2 separate regions of the Sus scrofa genome follow, and region 2 is linked to region 1. A link is a contact called in public HiChIP or PLAC-seq data. All regions are on one chromosome and are shown on one strand. The core of a region is the stretch at or near the end of the contact, and the rest is flanking DNA. Distances in the headings are between cores, read along the strand shown.

What was found. HiChIP or PLAC-seq counts read pairs in DNA pulled down with a chosen protein or histone mark.
Region 2: an H3K27ac HiChIP or PLAC-seq map of alveolar macrophages shows a contact between it and region 1. The contact joins two enhancer-like sites. A contact is called at or near these places in 1 of 47 Hi-C or Micro-C datasets (liver) and 1 of 2 datasets of contacts at active chromatin or transcription factors (alveolar macrophages).

What each region holds. Positions count from the first base shown.
Region 1 is chr13:179,743,562-179,747,395 of Sscrofa11.1, reverse strand. No RefSeq gene overlaps it. Among named protein-coding and RNA genes, the nearest start is that of NRIP1, 170 kb to the left of the region's middle. Within about 2 kb of position 2,040, at least 6 of the 83 cell types and tissues checked have an H3K27ac peak or open chromatin away from gene starts, as enhancers often do. A contact at or near this core is called in alveolar macrophages, where this site is marked.
Region 2 is chr13:179,881,959-179,885,792 of Sscrofa11.1, reverse strand. All of the region lies in intron 2 of NRIP1 (nuclear receptor-interacting protein 1), which reads left to right. Among named protein-coding and RNA genes, the nearest start is that of NRIP1, 32 kb to the left of the region's middle. Within about 2 kb of position 1,587, at least 1 of the 83 cell types and tissues checked has an H3K27ac peak or open chromatin away from gene starts, as enhancers often do. A contact at or near this core is called in alveolar macrophages, where this site is marked.

The DNA of each region.
Region 1 (3,834 bases), core at 791-3,290:
CTGGGACAAAGCTGGCCAACCATGGACTTTGTTTTCCTGCTCCCTCTGCAGCTGGCTGTGGCCATGACTAAGTTCTCTCCCACGAAGTATGAGCAAGAGTTAAAGATGCCATTTGAGACTTGCTTCGAAACACTGCAGGTTCACTTCTATAGTATTTGGATTTTGTTTGTTTGCTTGTTTTTTCGTTTCCCAGGGGTGATGTCAAGATGGACACATGTTGAAGAGGGAAGGACTGGCCTCATTCTGGATTGGAGTTTTGCATGACTGAGTGGAGCAGAGCCTTCCCACCATCTCCCTTCCCACTCAGATTGTTACTTGAGAGATATATCCATTTGTATTTTATTTCAACTCCATTTTCAGGGCTACTTATTCAGTACTTTACTCTACTTACTTAATATAGACGGCCACTTGATTTTACTAGGAAAAAATTTTAAGAGCATTTAAGTTGCGGCTGATGATGAGACTGAAAAGTATCAAGCCCTGACTGTGTGCCTCCTTTCTGTCATCTATTTGATGGCAAGGCAGAAGCTTAGGAGACAGGAGAGAAGAATGAAAGAGAGGTAGGCCAAGGGTGGAGGAGGAAGTGTGGAGGCAAGGGTTGAACTACAGAGATGTCTTCACTTCCTCAGAAATAAGAGTAGATTAAAAACATTTTAAAAATTGAACGAGGACACCCTCCCTTTTTTTCTTACATAAATTTTTTTTAAGACAATCATTTAATCTTTCCTCAAGTTATTTTTATGGTTGTGACCTACACGGCTCAGCTTTCGGCAATGCCTGATTCTTAATACACTGAGTGAGGCCAGGGATTGAACCCTCATTCTCATGGAGACTCTGTCAGGTTCTTAACCTGCTGAGCCACAACAGGAAGTCCTTACACAAAGTCTTTATTGAATATTCTCAGCTCATTAGCTAGCACCAGCTAATGAATTCTAAATTCTTTGTGTTTGATTCGCTATTCACTACAGTGAGTCAAACACCAAGAATTTAGCCAGGAGACCAAAATAATCACTGTAAGAACAGTCACCCTGGGAGTTCCTGTCTTGGCACAGGGAAACAAATCTGACTAGGAACCATGAGGTTGCGGGTTCGATCCCTGGCCTCGCTCAGTGGGTTAAGGATCTGGCATTGCCGTGAGCTGTGGTGTAGGTTGCAGAAGAGGCTCGGATCTGGTGTTGCTGTGGCTGTGGTGTAGGCTGGCAGCAACAGCTCCGATTAGACCTCTAACTTGGGAACACCCATATGCTGCGGGTATGACTCTAAAAAGACAAAAAACAAAAAACAAACAAAAAACCCCCCAAATAGTCACCAAGGACACATATTGCAGAAAGCAACCTCCACATTTTAAGTCTTTTCCAATCAAATTGTGTCCTTTTTTTCTGTAACTCTTGTCACTTAGATTTTATCTTAGTGGGTCATCTCAAAAAGTCTTGATGCTAGAATCCAGAGAAATAGAGAGATAAGCATCACCAACACTTGTTGATGATGCAACTACTTAATATCTTCCAGAAGTGCTCACACAGACACCTTCACTTGAAAACAGGGTCAGATAGAAACTTTAAGAGTCTCTCACAGGTGAAACCATGGGGCAAGTGTATGCAGTAACCCACAGTCGTACTGCCCTAACAGTATCTGACCTGAACCTGGCACGGCTTCAGAAAAAGCCATGTGTTCAGGCTAAAACAAGAATGAGAAAAAAAGAGAACATTGCTTTCTTCTAATGTGGTAAATAGGGCATGAAGGTTTTAGAGTCTGCTGGTGAAACCAGTTTTACAAGTTCTTTACTTACCCATAGGGCTTAGCCCTAAGGGAGAAAAAATATTTTTATTCAGAAAAAACTTAAGACTTTGAATCTTTGGAATTTGGTATCCAGAGTAAAGAACTAGATGAAAGTTGTTATATCTACATTTATTGGGATGAAATTTGAAACTGGAACCATTATATTTAAAATTTTTTTTTCACATGTGCCATACTTCCCATTTCTGTTTTTGGCATGAGGAAGTGATAAAAGAAAGCTTCTTATGTGTCTCCTCATTACAGTGACCCTTAACCTATGTGGAGTTAGGGGAGACTGAACTCCTTCCCGTAAAACTCTGAGTATAACTTCACAGTCCCCCTTCCCAAGGTTCTGCATCCACAGATTCAACCAATGTGGCTTGTGTAGCACTGTAGTACATATTTACTGAAGAAAAAAAAAAACAAAAACAAATCCAAGTACGAGTGTACCTATACAGTTCAAACCCATGTGGTTCAAGGATCAAGTGTACTAGGTTTGGGTAGAATCCTCATATTCATTTAAATTGCTCTCCCCTATTGTTTATTTTCGATATCAGGAAACGATATTGATTTAATGGATCCAGGCCTTTCACTTTACTCACTTCAGTAAGACATCCACACCAGGTATCCATGTGTATGCCTCTCTAGGTGAATGTGTGCGAGAGAGATCCAAGCCCATAGCTAAATGCACGCAGATAAGTGAAAAAGAGAGAGGAGACAAAGAAACCATGAAGCCTTAAGGTAATAAAATCATCTGCAAAGATGTTGAATAATACTATGTTTGCATGTTTCAAATTTTTTTATCTTCAAGTTTCAGTATTTCTCATCAGAGCTGTGGTAACTTAGTGTGTCTGCAATAGTGGATGGTGTGGAGGAGACAGCAGAGCAAGAGATAGAGGAGGAGAAAAGGACTCTGTGTGTGAGTATGTAAAGTTCATCTCATTCATTCCTCTCTCCTGGTTCAGTTAGTGGGAAGTATTCTCATACCTATTCTTTCCTTTAGCAACTTGTCTGCTTTGATGAAGACAAAAATCAACTTCAGCTTTCTGTGACCCTTAGGGAAATATTCTATATCTAGTGGTGAAACTGATTTTATTAAAGTCATTGTGAAATCTCTGCTTCCCCAGGAAGAAAATGGTATTTTTCTTCATTGAAGATTGAATAAGAAAAAAAAAATCTGAATAAATATTATATTCAATTTAAAAAGATATAAATAACGTGCAAAGACTGCCTTTAAATGCTAAGTTTGGAACTAAATATATACATATAGACATACATTTTCCATATTCTTGGTTGAGAATATGAATACAAGTTAAAGACGCAGTAACACTGTTTATATCCACCCACAAATTAAAGTTTTCTTTATATTTAAACAACATTTTTTATGAATCAGGAACAAAGTGCTTTTCTTCCTTCCTTCATTTGAGGAACTAAAATAAGTTTTCGTTGTTAACTTTTGTCTTAAAAGTCTGGCTATGGAGCTGATAGCTGACTTAACAAGATATCCTCACATCCTCTTCTACAAGGACCTCTGTGATATTTAGAGGCAAATCTAGCAAAGGTTTTAAAGTTCTAAAACAATCGCAAAGTTTTCTCTAATGATTCTCCAGGACTGTGAGAACTCAGGTCTGCCAGAAAGGCACTTGAAAAGAACAAGAAGTACAAGATGGCTTTGTTCCATTCAAATTAGGGTAGCTGCATTACCGCTATAGATTCCCCCCCCCCCAGTAAAATCTGTTTCTCTATGTGTCTTTCTATCCCTCAAACTTCAGCATTCTGGATCACGCACACGCACACACACACACACAAAGTGACAGTCCTATCAATAAGCAGCCTATATTTTTATTAAGTAAATAGGGGAAATTAGAATTGATTTCTCATTACTGAGAAGATGCTGTTGTCAAAATATGTGACCCATTGAGCAAGAAGGGGAAATTCAGCCTGTTGTCACTATCCCTCAAGGCAAGGCTGCATTCGTCCTAAAAATGAAAGGGACATCATTTAAAAATGAAGACTCTTTACATACTCTTTTGTACTCAACTCTACTTTCAATCTCTC
Region 2 (3,834 bases), core at 338-2,837, 140 kb before region 1:
TTCGTAGGTTGTTATATTGAGAACATGAAGAGTTAAGTTTCAAATAGTTTTGACTTTGTTACGGACTAATGGATTAGCTTATAGTTAAAAATCAAAACATGATGACTCTTAGCCCTTGGACTCAAACCATTACTGACTCCCAACCCCCTTCCCTTCCAGTCCGTCCCGATGAATGGGAGGAATGGAGTGTCCCACAACTGCCTTGTACCCACACAAAGCAAACAGAATTATTTTACTTACATCTCCATCTGATTTGATTTGACCTTGAAAACCTCCCCACCTCCCTTCTTACCACCTAATTTTCTCTCTCTCCTTCTTTGGGTGACTACCGATCATTTTGCAGAATCTTGTTAGGCATATCATTTTATTATTTGAAGTATTTTGAAGCTCTGTGTTTGGAATGCCTTGGCTTTGGTCATATATTTATTTTCAGTTCTTAGTTAAGAACAAACGCAGTGTTTGTATAGTTATTCCTATGAGAAAAACTGATCACATTGAAAGATCTTGTTTATTGTCATATGATGTGTTCTCTAAGCATTCAGGATAGAAAAAGGGGAAACCACCGGACATCTATCTTCATTTTAATTTGACTTAACACATTTCGTGAAACTGAATATTTGAAAAATGTTCCTGTGTTATCAAGATATAAGTAATAGAAAGCATTACTAAAATAGCTTAAACAATAAAGAGTATATCAATAAAGAGTGTATCTCACCCAACAGGGAATTTAGAGTACTGGTGGTTAATTAATTGTCATAATGATGTTATCAAGGACCCATACAGTATTTTCCATATTCTCTGCCATCCGAGTGTTTTGACAATGTCACTTTGTGATTGTAAGATAGCTATTTTTCCATGCTTTTTTTTTTTTTTTTTTTTTTTTAAGTGGGGAAAACATTTTCTACTAGACTTCATTGGCTTTAATTTCATCATATGCCTGTGCCTAAACCCCTTTCTGGCCAAATAAACATTATTTGTCTTAAGTGTTTTGACCTAATGGACATTCACCTCCTAAGGGTATAAAAAGCATGAACATTCTGCCATCAAGTAAGAAAGAGGGAGGTTTGTCTTTCAGAAGGTCGCCACGTAACTGACACAGCTAAGGGAGTTCACGGTTTTGTTAATTGCTGTAAGTTTTCTTATGAGATCACAAAATATAGGTCAGTTGTGCCTTGATTGATTCAATATATGTTTAATGCATGCCTACTGTATTCCAGTTCATCTTGGCCCTGAGGATAGAGCAGTAACCGAGAGAGAAGAACCTTACACTTTATTGGTGAGAGAAACAAAAATATAAAGTTCAATTTGATGATATCTTATTAGCAAGTGCTAAATAAAAATTAAAACAAAGATTGGAGCATGGCAATTCTGGGTTAGGCTGTGCATGAAATTTCAGATTATGTCCTGGGAAGGTCTCATCTAGAAGGTGCCTTGAGTAAAGGCTTAGTTGGTGTGGAGCTGGTGATGCAGCTCGCTGGGGAGAAGAGTATTCTAGTCCAAGACCCTGTGGCTGGAGTGGGGTCAATAAGGCAGGGTCACAGGAAGTGAGGTCAGAGGGGGAAGAAGCCACCAGACAGTTTTTTACAATGTCTCTGTAATATTGGCACAGAATCACTTTGACAGTTGTGTCAAATGGACCTAACAGGCAGAGAAGTCTAGGTTAGGAAGCTGTTGTAATAATTGAGGAGAAATGATGGTGACGTGAACGGGAGCAGCAACAAGTAGTAGGATTCTGGATATTTCTAAGGCAAAGCCCACAGCATGTGCTGAAGAATTGGATATGAGAGGAGGAGAGGCATCTAGGATGGCAACCAGGATTTTGGACCTGAACAATTAAAAGAATGGAGTTGATTTATTTGAGATTTGCAAGAACAGGGACTCAGTTATTCCCATATTAAATTTGAGATGTCAGATAAACATGTATATAAATAGTTCTTGAAGACAGATCAGTATATATATTTTTAAAGGATTACTTTGGCCATTAATAACAGGAAATGGCTTTTTTAATACATACATTCAGAAAACAACAAGGAGAGAATACAAAATGTGGAAACAAAGTTTATTTTGGGAGGGGAGTGGATATTTTGTGTTCCATTGAACAAATATGGCAAAAGACTGGAATAAATTTTAAGAGAGTATTCAAAGAAGCATTTATACATTGATGTAATGCCCACTGTATTTTAGTTTCAAAAATTACATATTAATGCCCACTGTATTTTAGTTTCAAAAATTGCATATTAAATATATTTATTCTTTGAGTTAGTGCCTGAATTTTGAAGCTCTATGTTTTATTAAAAATAGACATTAAAAAAAGAAATACACCACAGAATCCATTGATAATGGATTTAGTGCATGTCTCTTTCCTCTGAACATGATGTGGTTAGTTATCCTTCTAAAGACTAAAGACGTGTTATTAATAAATAGGTTATCCTCCCCCAGCTTCGTCAGTCTTGTGCAGCCGATAGTTAATGCTCAGGCATATCATTCAGTGGTGATCCAGGTCAGGAGAAAGATCAGTACAGTATATTCTAGGTGAGTTTATCGGGATGCTGTGGCTTTTCTTTTGAAAAGGAATGAGTCCAAGATGTCTTTTCACCAGATTATTGCACTTATTTGTATTTAACAGAATGCTACACACAGCTAAGATTTTCAGTCTATGTGTATCACATAAAATGCTGAGAAGTACCTTGTGAAGTACCCTTCATATTATACGTACTCACGAAATACGTTGGTAGAAAATTTGATTTAGAACACTATTTCTAATTTATTTAAAAGCTTTTAAAAATTGTCCAAGAAGTAGATATTATTTGATAAAATGTGTCCTAGCTATAATGTAAGGTAGTTGAGAAAACTGAATTATAATTTTGTCAGATAAAGTACAATGTAATAAATATAAAAAATTATTTATTAGGCAAAGAAATTTTGCTCTTTAAGATTAATTAGGCTTTTCTCATTGCACTTTTGGCCAGTCATGGCGAATGTTGGCCTCTGTGACCCATGAGGCTATCTCGTGAGAGAGTTCTGCAGATCTCTAGTAATTAAGCAAGCATTTATGTTACTTTTATTTGAAACCAAATTGACAGTAGATATGAATTATCCTCGTTGTTTCATTGAGCACACCATCAATTTTTATCTGCATATTTGCCTGTAAGTTCTTTGGAGTGTATTTCTTTATATATTCCTTTTTTTTTTTTTTTTTAAAGGAGAGTTAGGAAAATCCATTGCCTGTTAGTTAGCATTTGTTCATGTGTGCAAATTACTAAGGTGCTTACCTAAACAAGATTCTTATCAAACTCTGATTTGCCAGATATAGCAGCTTGCTTTTTTATTATGTGAACATGAATGAGGTAAACAAGGAATATATTTAAATCATGAAGCACAGTATCAGAATGATTTTGTGAGGACCCAGTGGGATCAGAACTTTACTTGGGAGTTCCTGTCATAGCTCAGTGGTAATGCACCTGACTAGTATCCATGAAGATGCAGGTTCGATCCCTGGTCTCGCTCAGAGGGTTAAGGATCCAGAAATGTCTTGAGCTGTGGTGTAGGTCACAGATGCGGCTCAGATCCCACATTGCTGTGGCTGTGGTATAGGCTGGCAGCTATAGCTCTGATTTCACTCCTAGCCTGGGTACTTCCAGATGCTGCGAGCATAGCCCTAAAAAGACAGAAGAAAAAAAGAAAAAAAAAATTTTATCAACTTGTGCCTCTCCTTGCCTCTGCCTTGACCCTTACTTCCCTCCCTGACCCCTAGCTACTCTTCATCTTTGTGTTAATCTTTTACTTCTTTTAATAATACTGGTTTTATCCTTAAATAATATACTGTTAAATTTT